Regions from separate parts of the Gasterosteus aculeatus genome. Here region 2 is linked to region 1. Evidence: chromatin contacts called from public Hi-C data. All regions are on one chromosome and are shown on one strand. Each heading gives the region's core, a stretch centred on a gene start, on an enhancer-like site or on the middle of the called end of the contact. The rest is flanking DNA. Distances are from core to core; before and after follow the strand shown.

Evidence for each region. Hi-C and Micro-C count contacts between places; a contact is called where the count stands out from the background.
Region 2: a contact with region 1 is called in a Hi-C map of skeletal muscle, with 2.7 times the contacts expected there. The contact joins the enhancer-like site here to the promoter of tfap2c in region 1. A contact is called at or near these places in 4 of 6 Hi-C or Micro-C datasets (blood and trunk muscle, skeletal muscle, tail fin and 1 more).

What each region holds. Positions count from the first base shown.
Region 1 is chr17:5,083,964-5,091,260 of fGasAcu3.hap1.1, forward strand. It overlaps tfap2c (transcription factor AP-2 gamma (activating enhancer binding protein 2 gamma)), which reads left to right and starts at 3,825. Exons shown (of 8, transcript XM_078092948.1): 1 at 3,825-3,953. The coding sequence starts at 3,924. rtf2 (replication termination factor 2) reads left to right here. Exons shown (of 9, transcript XM_040203669.2): 9 at 167-2,049. The coding sequence ends at 363.
Region 2 is chr17:5,124,719-5,132,015 of fGasAcu3.hap1.1, forward strand. All of the region lies in intron 1 of LOC144389000 (a long non-coding RNA gene), which reads left to right. Among protein-coding and RNA genes, the nearest start is that of LOC144389000, 6.5 kb to the left of the region's middle. Within about 2 kb of position 3,508, at least 2 of the 9 cell types and tissues checked have open chromatin away from gene starts, as enhancers often do.

The DNA.
Region 1 (7,297 bases), core at 2,575-5,074:
TGAGACCAAGCGATGTCATTTGTCAGTGAATGAACACCACTCCATTGGAGAAATGTGTTTATTACAGAACTAGGTGAATAGCAATTGTAAATATGTTTTAGAACAGAGAAAGTAGTAGAATATTCCCTTATTTTAAGCTTTTCTTTTTTTCTCTTTCCCCACCTAGCTGTGGCCGGACCCTCTGGATCCTCCATTTCCTCTCAAGGCAGCAAGTCTTCCATGTCTTCCAACAGCAAAAGGTCCTATCAGGAAATGACAGAGAAGTCTGAGGTCTTCAAATCCCTGTTCACCACCCACAGCTCTGCCAAGCGCACCAAAGACCAGACCTCCAACTGGGTCACGCACACCCCGTATCACTTCTAGGAACCATCGCTCATAGCAAAGATTGCTCCAGAAATAAAAAAAACCCATTAATGACGAAGCTAGTCCTACATTCCCGTCCCTCAACACACACACGTGTGAAAACTGGGTCCCAATATGTCTCTTCAGTCCCCTGTAGCTCAGTGTTTGTGTGTTGTCGATATTTTGTTAATGGCTCCCCGAGCTCTTTAGCCTCTTTTGTTTTGTAACTTCACTCCTGTGTATTCCCCAACCTCTCCATGTCCCCAGTCAGAGGGGCTCTGAGAATTGATGCCAGGTGACATTTTTTTTAATCTCTGTCACTCTGCTGTCTCCTTGTGGCCAGAGTGCATAGTTTTTTAAGGGATTCCTTCATCAGGGGCTTCTCAATTTTAATATTCCGTTAAGGCAAAATAAAGTAGAATCTCTACATCTTTAAAGCATTTTTTTCTGTTATTTGGTCTTCAGGTTTTTTTTTTTTTAGCTCACCCAGTGTTAGCTTGGTCACCCTTGTTATACTATTTAACACAGAACAATGTGATATATTTTCATCGCCATGCTTGTTTATTTTCTTTAAAAAAAAAAGGTTTAATTTGTTTAGCAACATGACGACATTTGGAAGCATCTTGGTTATTAACAGCCACACAGATTAGCGAAAAAATCTTTGACTTTGTAATACAAGCATCAATTTTGGTAGAAATTTTCGAGACCTATATTTTTGAAAAATGGAAAAAACAATATGGCCGCTATTTTCCAAGATGGCCACCAGCAGATGCGGTTATATATATGTAATTGGGTTATCCAATTTTGATTAACTCTGAATTTCTGCTTCCGAGCAAATGGGTCCAGTCTGGCATCATCAACCCCATCAGCAGTGCTGTTCTTGTCGTCCATTGTTACAAAAAACTTGCAGCTGACGTCTGCATCATGTGTGACTGGTGGGTATTGGCTGAGGTTCCCAGGTTTGCCATGCAGTCTATTTGCCTCCTACCACAAAAGGCTGATACAACATTACAGCCGGTGAACGTGTGAAAGAAAAGGAAGCTGCAGACTAACAAAAAGAGCAATTAATAAAAAGAAATGACCTTTATCTTGAAAAATGGCAGCCACATTGAATTTTCCTTGGCACCATTGAATTTCTTGTGTCAAAATGCATACATTTTAATGTCTAGATCAACAAAATATGTCAAGCCATTCTAGTTCTACACTGAAACACCATTATTACCTTTTTTGGCAACGGCCATCTTGAAAAATGGCCGCCATCTAGGAGTGGATACCGGGCCTTTCTGAAAGAGTCGTATTTGGGCATTAATCATACCAAATGTGGTGCTTGTATCACCAAGTGAACGATTGTTATGGACTATTGACTTAATCTGCTGGACTTGCTGAAGCTTCTAAAGCTCATGAATCAACAGAATATTGCCCTCAGCAGAATAAATACAAACATTCTTATGTATTGCATAACAGATGTTTCTTATACTTTAGAATCATCAGCAAACTTTTCTTTTAAAAGGAAGACCATTGACATGAACATATTTAAATATATGTTGGCTTTCAGTTTAACAACTAAATATATTGAATCATTACATTTTAACAGTTGTCTTTTTGAGGACATTCAGAATTTGTTCCTCTGGTTTTCAGTTGGATTGTTTGTTTTCTTTCTTTGAATGTAACAAGTAAATGCCAAAAAATAAATTTATATTGAGTCCAGTTGAGATTTTGATTTCATATTATTTCAAGAGCGATGTAACAATTCCCCGCTTTGCCTTTGACGGGAAATTCACACCCAAAAACACTTGAGTTTTATTAAGTACAGCGGCCTGAATGTGTTTACAAGCAGGAAGGCCGCGGCTATGAAGTTCAGTGTTGTTCAGCGCACCCAAATGGCAGCGTCTGACTCTACTTTAATAGTACTAAAGCAGACATCGTTTGCAGTCACGCGTAGTGTGTACTATTGTGCATGTTCTCCAATAAAGCAATAGATCAGCTTCTGCTCACCGAGGAACATGGAGGAACAAACCTCTGCTTTCGGTGAAAGTGGCAAATCCCTTAAAATTCTCAGGAACTAAAGCATGACATTCGTGACATGACGTTAAGTTTAGAATCTAGTCATAATTATAGAAATCTATAAAATATTTGACCATGTTTAAATAATCCAGAAGTAAAATCTCCGTTTACGTTCAGCTGCGTGGCAATGTGATGACGCCGCCGCTAGGCGGCAGCAGAGTGTTTTTCACACGCTGCTATGAAAAGCCTTGAACTGGGGTCGCAGGGTGAATTAACAGGGGCAGCCTGCCTGCTTGTCATTACATGCAACTTACACCATAAATATTCCAATCAGTGTGGCTAAACATTTAAATAAATACTTCGTACCCATCCAGCAGCATGATGACATTTTTTTAAATAGTTTTTGTTGATATATATATATATTTTTTTTTTTTCTTTCTGCGCATTCATCATTAGGTGATTTCTTGAAAAAATATGCATTCATAATAACAACCACATAAGCTCACGTAAGAACTTTTTTTTTATTAATTGTGAGTCAACAAAGAAAGTCCATGTCTGCGCGGGACCAAAGACTAACATTCTAACTCTAACATTATCTTTCTTTTGTTGCATATATTTCAGTAGCATTTTATTTCAAAAGCACATCATTAGCTTTGTCATCATTTGTGGCATAATAATTTTGGGAGCACTAAAATATCATTTATAATGTAAATTAAGCTGTAAATCATATCCCTGTAACACATGCAGTTGGATTGTCCGACCATGTTTTTCACAATAAACTAACAATCCAGCTGACCATTTGAAATGAATTGATCTGTAGATATTAAGATATAGGAATTAAAATATGTAAATCAGAATATAGGCATGAGACACGCACGATCTTGTTTTATTATATTTACCTACTGCTCAAACGGTATTGTTTGATGCGACTTAAGGTGTCTGGCGGATCGGGAAGGTACGATTATTTTTCTTAGAACAAGAAATGTAAGCTACATTTTAAACCACGTAGCGAAAAACACTTTGATGTGTTCATTAGTTTAAGCCAAAGTATTTAGGGGATCAGATAACAACAGCCATTTTAGGCCTTAAAAAGCTTCAGAGGCTTTTGAAAGCAGATTCTTTTGGTCAGCCTGAGGCGACGTGGCTTTTGGGGGGGATTACCTCATCTTGAAATTTCCCCACGTCTTATTTTCACCTTTTCTTACCTTTTACCCTCTATGACATTGTTTCTTTTTTCTCTCAACAATATCAGATAATTATTACATTTAAAAAAAAACAAGTATCTTTGCCATCTGATAGGTCCTGCTTACTTTATTTGCAAATATAAAGAGATATTAATTTTTTTTCTTCCCATCTTATCAATGTTAATATGCACGTTGATTTAGACAAAACGCGTCCATTGCGTGTCTCCGCCGAGGAACTACAGATGGCTTCTTCGATCCCACTCAGGTGTGTTACCCCGGGCGGGCGCATGCGCACTTCGCGGCTGTCAGGTGAAGTCGGCCACGGGAACCTCTCGCGCTTTCACTCATTCGCTGCGTGTCGGTGGGATCGCTGCGCCGCCTCGAGCCGTGGAGATGTCCGTGCTGGAGAGGATAGACTGGAGGGTGAGTTCTTCCCTCTTACAGCCGACCTGCGTGGGGTTTTATTCGCTCGCCGGGGCGGTGTTTGTTTTACTGCTTCCCACCAATAGTCACCTGTCTGCGGTACCGCAGCTTTTGAATAACCGGTGATTAATGTCATATGGCCGTGGCTTAATTCACTCAGAAACGTAGTAAGTAATTTGGCTTGAGGCAAATTTATTATAAATCAGTGATGTATTTGAAACAGAACTGGAAATTTATTTCTCTTTCAACAAGATGACCATCGCAGATGTATTATTTATTTTATTAAACTGTAACAGTGTCCTGCTGCGTAGAACAGACCGATATCATGAAGGATTTAATGCAGTAGGCTACCGCCGAGTGATGCACGTATCGCCTGCTTTAATACTTAATAGATAAGATAAAATAATGCATCATTTTACAGTATATGAACAAAACCTACATACAATATACCTATTTGGTGTTTGGGTTTTTCCGGCGATTTGGGGCTTTAATGTGATTTATTGTGCATGGCATCATTTCATTTAATGCACCTTATTATGTGGACATCGGTGTGGCAAACCAATTTAGAAATCACTGAGCAGAAGGATCCCAGCATGGCTCCATCTAATCTTTACACCTGGCAGCAGCTGAACCGCAGACGACTGTTATTAAAACGACTTGCTGAGCATCAGAATTGTTCCAAACATCACCGTCAGGCCAAGCAAGCGTGACTGAATCCCTTCAGGAGGTCGCCCCGCGCTCACCCACGTAAAGCAGCATTTAATCAGCGCGCATTTCACTTCTGCTTCGCATCACAGCGAGTGACCAACACTTAGAAAAAGAAGAAGGGTAATCCTCAGCAGCCCACGTCCACGTCCTGTTGTTCCCACGCACGGCCGATCGCCACAGGCCCTATAAAATACCAAGATCTGTCCCATTTATCTCCGAAAATTATAATCTGACATTTAAAATTTGTCAAATGACACCAAAGCCATCAATAAAATGAGTCCGAATGATGCACGGACGTTCTGTTCAGGAAGGAGGTGTAAAATGGACTGAAAGGTACCAACATAATGGACAGTTGGGTCGTTATGAATAAATGGAAAAGAGTAAAACGAACATCTTTTGTTCTCTCAGTTTTGATGCATATCAGAGCTTCAAAGCAGCCTTGTTTTAGAAAAGCTCCACCAAAAATGTAAATGAGGTGAAGAAAGAGTTGTTTGTTGAGATCCTTTGAGCTTCGGAGTTTTTTTTTTGGAGAGAATGATGCTGCCAAAACCCCTCGAGCTTGTTGCGGTTTGAAAGGAGCATTTAGCCACCACTGTGAAACACCAACATCACAATGTCACTGCTTTATTTGAGGGCCTATCATTGTAATCATGCATCTCAATCAGAGTTGCAATAACTTGACATTGTAATGATTTTCTAAGAAGTTAGTTAGCAACACTGAGGATTCAGTCAAATGAAGTGCTATGCAGTCATTATTCTACTACTTCATTGTGCTGATTACATAGCGAAATTAACAATATTAATATAAATTAATTATAATAATAATCATGTATTGTTTTCATTGGATTGTTATTATAAATTATTATTATTATTATAAGACAGGAATGACAGTTTAAGAGGCCTTCTTGAAGTGGTCAAATAATTTATTTTTAATAATTAATAATTATTTTTTATATATATACTGTGCAAATACTTTACATATGTAAACATCAGTCATAAAATCAATAGTTTTTGTTAACCTGCTTAGAATTTTTTTTGTGCAGTATATTAGATTATTTTGTTAAATTAAGAACACCAATAAACTGAACCGAACCCTTTGGGGAAAAAAAAAAAACCCCAAGACGCATTCCTGAGCCTCATAACCTCCCCATCAGGTTCTCTGCAACTATGCGACTTGAGTTCGCTCTGACAAAAAAAAACAACACATAGCAATCGTAATTCAATGTTGTCTTTTTTTCTAACATGTATATACTAAGAACTGTAATTTTGAAAATGTCTGCCCACGAGCACGCCTGCAAGGAATAGAATCCTCCACGGAGCCAACAGGTGTCCTCCCACACGTTTAGAAAGGCTTCTGGGGAGATGAACACAAACACGCAAGTAGGTGCTGAGAGACTCTTCATCCACAGGAAGTTTCCCTTTGGCAAAGTCAATGTCTGACGCTTCAAAGACGGACCCAATTCTGATTGGCCGCAAAATCCCGCCAATCAGCAATATTTTCCCTAACCCCCCCCCCCCCCCCCCCGACACCGTGCAGGGCCACGCCCCCTCGCAGCGACTGTGCACATAAAGTAGCCTTCGGTGCTAAACGCGTGCACCAATACGACTTATGAACATCGCTCTTTTGTCCATAAGAGGGAGTCGAGTTTCTTGCATGCGCCGTCGTCGCCCGCTTCCACGGCAGAGCCAGAGAACGCATTGCCCGGACTAAGAGGAGAAGGAGGAGAAGGAGGAGGAGGAGGAGGAGGAGGAAGGGGGGGCTGCTCGCTGGAGATATTTCGTGACACCGGTTATTTTCTCCCTTAGTGGCTGTTGCGGGAGTCATATCTGTGGTTGGATAGTCAGTCGCTCGGTCACTTCGCCCCTTCAGCCTTCACGCGCAACTTCGCCGCAGCTGAAGAACACGGCTGTTCGCGGGCACCGAGGAAGCTTTTGGGCTTTTTGTCATACCTGGATTTAAGTTTTTTTTTTTTTTTTTTAATAATTTGTATTTAGTTTTTTTTTTTTTTAAAGCAGTGGGCCCCTTTTCTCTGTCAGAATGTTGTGGAAATTAGCCGACAACGTGAAGTACGAGGATGACTGCGAGGTGAGTTTCGAAAGTGACAAAACGAGGGATAGCGACGTGGCTTTTGGATTGGCGTGTTACAAAAGTAACATTTAACGGACGAGTGTAACTGTTGGTCTTTTTTTGTATTACTATCATGTGTTAATGTGCACGATAAGATAAACGGAGATAAGATCGTATATTAATTCTGAAAAAATAGCCGAAACGCCAGCTGTGGAAGCAAAGCACACTACACAAAGTATTTTCCAAATAAATGCAAAATAACTTTCGATGGCAGCAACACCAGGCTTATACTTTATTTTGAGCACATCAATGTTAATATAAGAATAAAATAAACATATTTCCTAGAAACTTCGGGTTATTTACCACGCTATCAATTTGGGCCAATACTTGTGATATAATTCAGTAAGCAATTAAATTGTGTCCATTTACACTGTAATAATAATAATAATTTCAGTTCATTTAAACACAACGTCTGCATATATTCACGCTCTTCACTGAACCATTAGGCATCATGCCAGTGGATAAATGCCACTTCGAGTCCCTTAAGGGACACATGCCATCACAACCT
Region 2 (7,297 bases), core at 2,258-4,757, 40 kb after region 1:
ACACACACACACACACACACACACACACACACACACACACACACACACACACACATTTGCACAGTGTGCACAGCGCCGCTAATGTAAACATTTGTGTGTTTTGGAAATGATAGACATGTTCAAGGACATAATCCTAGAAGAGCTGCCAATCAAATCACTCACCGTTTAAAAGTGAGAATTTCAAAATTGATAAAGTAAAATAATGCTGAATAAAAATTTGGAACAAGGTCAGTTTCAATTTGTAATATGAATTTAATCTAAATCATTGACTATTTAAATCTGTTTAGTGGTGCCCTTAAGACATGAAATTGAGTGAAAGAGAGCCCTCTGGTGTTGGTGACAGCAACAAATCATTCCCCTGAGCACTGCTGACAACCAAACCAAGCATTGCCATTATTTATCTCTCACCCACAAACCAGAAAGTGTCTGTCAACAAACATCAAGCATAATGTATGAAATGTGTAATGTAGTGTAAAAATGAGATGAACTCAGTTCCGGTAATACATTTATTGTGACCCTTCAAAAGGATTTAACGAATAAACAGATGAGGATAACAGCTTAGTCTCCGTCTCAATATTTACTGTTATTAATCGTAGGCACTTAACAAGAATGAAATAAAAACCTGAGAAAAAAATGAGAGAAATGACTTCTCTCTCTTTCACAACACACACACACACACACACACACACACACACACACACACACACACACACACGCGCGCTGACCCTCTCTGCTGGCTTTGTGACCCTCTCTATTGTCATGTATACATGTTGGGCAGGGCTGCTATACGCAGACAACATGCCATGCTAAGTGTCGGGTGTGGTGAGGTCACAAAGATCACCATCTCCTATAATTACGGAGGCATTCGACTGATATTTTGACTTACCTGTGTGTGTGTGTGTGTGTGTGTGTGTGTGTGTGTGTGTGTGTGTGTGTGATGGGAGGGTTGGGATGGAAGTCTCTCTAATACAAAAGGCAATGTGGAGACCACATTCATTCTTGTATCCCTATAACAACCTGCCAAAGGTACATTTACTCTCACAAACAAGAAGAAGTGTTTTCCACAGTCCGGGAAAAGAGAATAAATCAAAATGTCCGAGGCCGACGCCCAAGCGACCTGCTTTCACTCCGCCTGATAGCGCCACAAGCTGCAGCTTATTAGCTCTTCTTCCACATTACTTTCTCTCAGCGCTCAGAGGCAAAAACACGGAACTCGAAGGTGCCCCGAAGCTGCGTGCTAATGATTATTCATCTTCTTCTTCGGTTTGAATTAGAAAAACACACGACGCGATTTCATAACTACGGTCATGTGTTGCTAATTTGAACTGCAGCGTAAATAGTTGACGCTGTGAACTGAACGTTCACTTTGTTTTCATGACTTTAAATTCCATGCAGCTGATTTAAAAGGAAGAGCAATGATGTTGATACTTTGCTTGATTTTAACATCAATTATTGCATCTTTGAATAAATTCCTTTCATGGCACCCTATTGCTATATTTAGCTCTTAATCATCTTTCCATTCCCCTGTGACCTGCTAAATGATTTGGCCAAAGGAAGGAGATTTATTTGAAGCAGATACAAAACTTTCGAGTCACGTCCCATTATCTGCACGGTCAGCAGCTACGATTTAGTATGTGTGTGTTTAAGACTGATTTTGCTGAGAACGTGTGCGTCTCTCTGTGTTTGTAACACTCTTCTGGACTTCTGGTGGTGACGTAACGGCTGGAAAGAAAAAAAGTCTGTCTTTTGTGTGTTACGCTACCTTTGTGCATAATTCATTCCAAAACAAAACAAGAAATCAGTCACTTTCTTTGTTTCCACGCGTGGCCTCTCATGAGTGAATGCTCATCTGTTAAGGATTGCGTCAAAATTTTAATACGTTATTTGAAAATCAAAGAAGATGAAACCACAAGAAAGACTACAGCAGTCAAGAAAACAATTGTCTCTTTTACACAGTTTGGATTGTCACTGTTTTAGGTTTGCATTTGCAAAAGTTCCGTCTGTCCAAAACTCAAAGTGAAGTGAGTTTAAAGAAAGAGTGTTCGCCCATTTTGTTTTAATCAGAGAATCAAATAAAGACTATAAGTGAGAACCTGACACATTTATTCTTCTCAGGAGATGATCTGAACTCTTTTCTCTTCTTCTTTAATGTCACATCCAATCAGCGGTTCCAAACAAATGCACCGCGGCTTGATAGAATCCCTTTAAGCTTTTGTTTACAACAAACAACATAATAGGCATCACAAAAGAAACAGCCCCGAAGCAGGAGAGTGTAGGGTTAACAAAGACCAAGGCACTCCAAACGTTGCTTAAGTTACAGCTAAATGGCCTGTTGAATACCTATTTCACTAACACGTGGATGTCGGGCTCATTCTCTGAAGGTGTACACGACATGTGCTGTGAGAAATAAAGCGCACAAGAGTCCGATTTCAAGCATTATTTCTCATGTCGCTTTTGCAGAAGTGAACACGTTCTGTGAAGGAATAAATGAATGTACTCGGGCCACTGTCGTGAGTTCAGTTGGGCTTTCAAGCCGCCGCGTGACCCGGGTGCTGCAGAGGAGCACAGACTGACATGCCGTGTGTAGTCGGGAGATATTTACCATAAGTTGGATCTCTGCGATAATCCCATCGGCCTGAGCCTCCTTATCTATCTGAGTGATTGGCAGACCGGCCCCTGAGGGGAAACAGGAGGAGCGCTGCCGGCCTGCATGACTCACTGAACAGAGAGCGCCGATTGACTGGGAAGGGTTGCCAGTGACGAGTTGAATTTGTGAAGATGTTAACGATGTATGTTGTATGTAAACACACAGTTGTATGTAAAAAGGCTTCGGGTAGGTCAGGTGCAGGGAGGCTCAAAAGAGATGGTTGTTGTAAGAATTAAAGAGGAAATAGAAAACTAAAAAATCTCATTTTAACCCTGTTTCGATATATTAAAAAAATATCTCCCACAAATATTTTGTATCTGGATTATCACAATTTTTTCACTTTTTTTTTTTACAATTTTATTGGAGTATTGCTAGTTATTAATAATAATGATGTGACTGTGAGCCACTTGGGACATTTGACATTCATACCAATAGACGTTGTTACACCGGGATGAGACCATTACCTGATATGTTGGAAAAAAAACAACAGTTCAAGACCTGAAGAAATTCTTCTGTTGCCATGAAAACTTTTCCATTGTTTTCATTCACTCATTTGAAATTGAACTAATGCAGGTTATTAATTCATTTTTATGAACGTCAAACCCTGGGGAGTGTTTTTGCAAACGTTTAATCAAAAGTATGTCCGCTCGTGACTGAATCTGTTCATGCGTGCCGTTTTTTACACCGCTGTGATTTGAGTTTATCTGTTTCATTAGCAGAGATGACAAGTTAGTGTCACAGCTACGCCAGACGAATCCCAAAAACGAGCCGCGCCGGCGAACGTTGAAAACCTGAGGAGGGCGGAGAGGCCGAGGGAGGGTGAAAACGAGTTACACCCCAAGGGCCTGCTGCTGCCATCTATGACTTATTCACTCCCAGCAATTAACCAGCCCTGGACTCAGCAATGGGAGTCACATTCTTTGAGAGAGGGAGAGAGAGAGGGAGGGAGGGAGGGAGAGAGAAGGAGGGAGGGACATTGCAACATGTCAAAACTAGATCAGTCAAACGGAGGAAGAGCAGTTAAAAGGGACAGTCAGAACCCTTCATACATGACTTCTCTTTTATCAGACAATTTATCACCCAAGTATAAATACCGCACCTCTGCCGTGCACTTTACATAAAACATCAAAGCATTTTTAACCGCTGCTGTTTTAGTCAATCCCCCATCATCATTGTCAGAATATGTTTTATTTTATTCCTATTCATTTGAGCCAAAGATTTTATTGTTTTAATAAGGCATTTATTTTCTTTTGTTCCCATTCCTGCCATGTATTCACACTCTTTCGTGATAAGAGTGTGTACAACAAAGACAAGGGTATGTTGTCCACCATCACCACTTTTAGGGGTGCAACTGGGTTTGTGTGTGAAATGTATTTTATTTTTGCCATTCGTGTCTTGTTGGTTGCAAATTAATCTGCATGTTGTTTTTTGCTCAGTTGGTGTGATCAAACAAACCCAAATCAGATCCATCAATGAAACATTGAACCCTCCTTTTTGGAGGTTTGTGCCTCCAAAATTTGTATATTCAGCCTCAGAACCGAGCACAAATCATTTGTTTTGCAAATTCCATTTTTTTCTTTGACAGGGTCAACACTCAGCCCTGCAGCGAGGACTAACAGCACAAATGAGAATGTGATAATTGGTTAATTTTATTATAGCTTTTTAACAGTAAATCACATAAAGTCTGACAAAAAAGAGTGTGAATCAATGTCCAAGCTGCTGTTATAGACAACACGTGAAGTCAAAACACATGCACCAGAGAGCTGCCACTTATTGCCAGTTATTACTTATTTATAGTTCTACAATAGCAAGTTGTTTACAAAAAGATGATCGCGGTTTTTCTGCACTTGTGGCTACGTGTTTCAATTAATACAACCTGTGAAATCAAATTAAGAGCTAAACACATTTTACTATAAGTTACAGCTTGGCAACTATTTACAACCCTGAATCATGAAAACCATCGCGATAAAAACACATCAATATTAAAAATAGATATTGCAAACACTAAACATAAGGTCACACAGATGAGGAATAATTACAAGAGGGTGATGTTTTAAACTAGAAATGTGATTTTTAAATGGATGACATATCAGTGTGTTGACATGATTAGCGAGCATCGTTTTTCTTCAGATGCTTTGATGAGAGCTTCATGGTGTTGACAGTGATGAATCTACCACCAGACCACTTCAGGCCAGCTTTGAAATGTCACTCTGTTTCTGGCATGCCTAATCCCTCCTTTTTTGATGTCTGACATGGAATATGTGGAAATGTCAAAAAGGGAGTATCTTACGATGACAAAGTCATGCCATTTTGAAATATTCACGCTTGGTTTTAGTCATTAGTTTTGGAAAAAATATTCATCCTGACATGTTTTGAATGACAAATGAGTAAGTGTTAAATTTGTGGTGACTCGCATGGATATTTCACATAACACCTAACTAAGACTGAATAGGATTTTTGTCATAGTACATCCTCACAAGCTTTTCATAAAGTTTCAAAAAGATGGGGACCAAGTGTTGAACCTAGAGGGACACCACAGGAAATAGGGGCTAAAGACAACGTGAAGTAAGAGGGCCTCATCCCTCCCTAATGCTGTTAAGCTTCTATTTTTCCGAAATATACGTGCAGGTATTTAGGCTACGAAAAAGGCATGGTCATGTTGAAGAAACAAAGTGTCAAGGAGCAGCCTTTGCGTCCCGCAGAGAACATGAAGCCGTTGGCTAATAATAAGTACAATGGAGGACTTGCTGCTTTCGTCAGGTCGGTGAGCTCCACACTAACCGACAGAGTAACGGCCTGAGGTGAGGATGCCAGAGGTCTGCCATGACACCCTCACCGGTGCCTCAGTGAACCAGGGCCACCAGATGTTTTCCTGTTACACCATTTACACTTTTTTATTGTATAATTGATATGTTTTTTTTATGTTGATCCTCAATGTTTTATTTTCTTTTAATGCATGCCGTGCAGCAGCATCTCTTTCTGTAAAGTCCCAGTGTTACCAGGGTCATGAAGCAAATCTTCCTCTTGGGGGTCTCTGGTCTTTGGGGGCCAACAATTGTCTAATTCAATTTGAAAAAGCCACAGGGGTCAGACCCCACAGCCTCCTCATGAATAATGAAGGACCAATGTTGCCAGACAGAGAGACTAGACAGGCCTGTCTCTCTCTATCTTTATTAACTGTCATACTGTTAAGTACATTCACCAAAGGCTGTTGTGCACACTCTGTGAATGCGGTTTGCGTGCTACTGGTTTCACTGGCTGGTTTATTACTTGCTTTTTACAGAGATTTATGTTTTCAATTTAAGTTTAATAAGTTTTGTGTGATTTCTTCTCAATGCTTCTTTTCAAAGCTCATCGGCGTCTTGTGGCATTAAATATGTGCGTGATGACGCAAACATATTTCACAATGTTATTCGTGTTGATAATGCTAGTAGAAAATCAATGCTAGGGTTCAGAATTGCTTTCTGCTCTAAATCTATGACGTAAACCTGCAGGAAGATTTATGCATCTTTTGTTAAGAGCTCAATCTTTGCAGTCAAAGCATGCATCCCTGTCACGGTTTTGCCTAAACATGACAATCACGAACACACAAAGTTGTTCTTAGACCTTCAAAGTAGAGTCTGCAAATCCAAGATTGATCCAAGATTGTTTTACTACATTGAACGAATCTGGAGTTATTTCACAGGGAGTGATTGTTGTTGTGATTGCTAGTGTGGTCAAAAAAGAGCTTAACTGGTTACAGTGAAGTGAGTTAATTAAATGTGTGGGATGGAGACAAAACGTCAAAAATCGTGGGGTCAAACGCTTGACAGGTAATTACAATATGATATGTTATGCGTTTGGCACTTGAGAATTAAATGCAACTCATTAACGTTCCACTTGAATAAGGATTCCTATGGTAATGATCCGGAGATGTTCAGACAAGTTCTGAGTTAGTGAGGTTGTCACTCTTATACTGTATCTGTGGAGGAGGTGTACATTCACATGTTGGGATCCTGTGTAAGAAATTATAGCTTACGGTATTTTTTTGATCACTTTTCCTTTTATTTGGAAATACATCCATTTTTTTGTGCAGCACATTTTAAAATTAAAAGAGCGGGCATCATTTTTTTTTTTTAGACTTGCCCTGCAGCTTATAACAAAGAAACCATCCAGCACCACCGCAGATGTAGCCTGAAGGTTATAGAAGTAAGACTACAATCAAGCTACTATCAAAAGTGCTAGCTTCAATTCCTTGACTGGTTGGGAAAATATGGAGAGAGAATGAGATAAGAAGTAACAAAACAGCCTTTTCCGTAGTGTTTTTAAGCTAAGCTCCTAACCACTAGTTGCTAACTACAAAATGTTGTATTTTTATTCACATGTTTATTGAAATAAATGAGGAATTACTCTTATTACACTAGCATTACTTTATAGTGTTAATATGCACATGCAATAACGTGCAATAATTGATTGATAACAGTGGAAAAAACAGAAATGATTTTGCACACCTACTTATGTGCAGCAGTGCTAATAGATTATTACACAGTTCACAGAAAGGCCAATGGTATAATATCATAATCCATTTTCCAAATTTTGTTTGAGCAGTTATTTTTGGGGATTATTTTGCAATTACCTCCCCTTAGCCATGGGACAAGTGTCTATTCAATC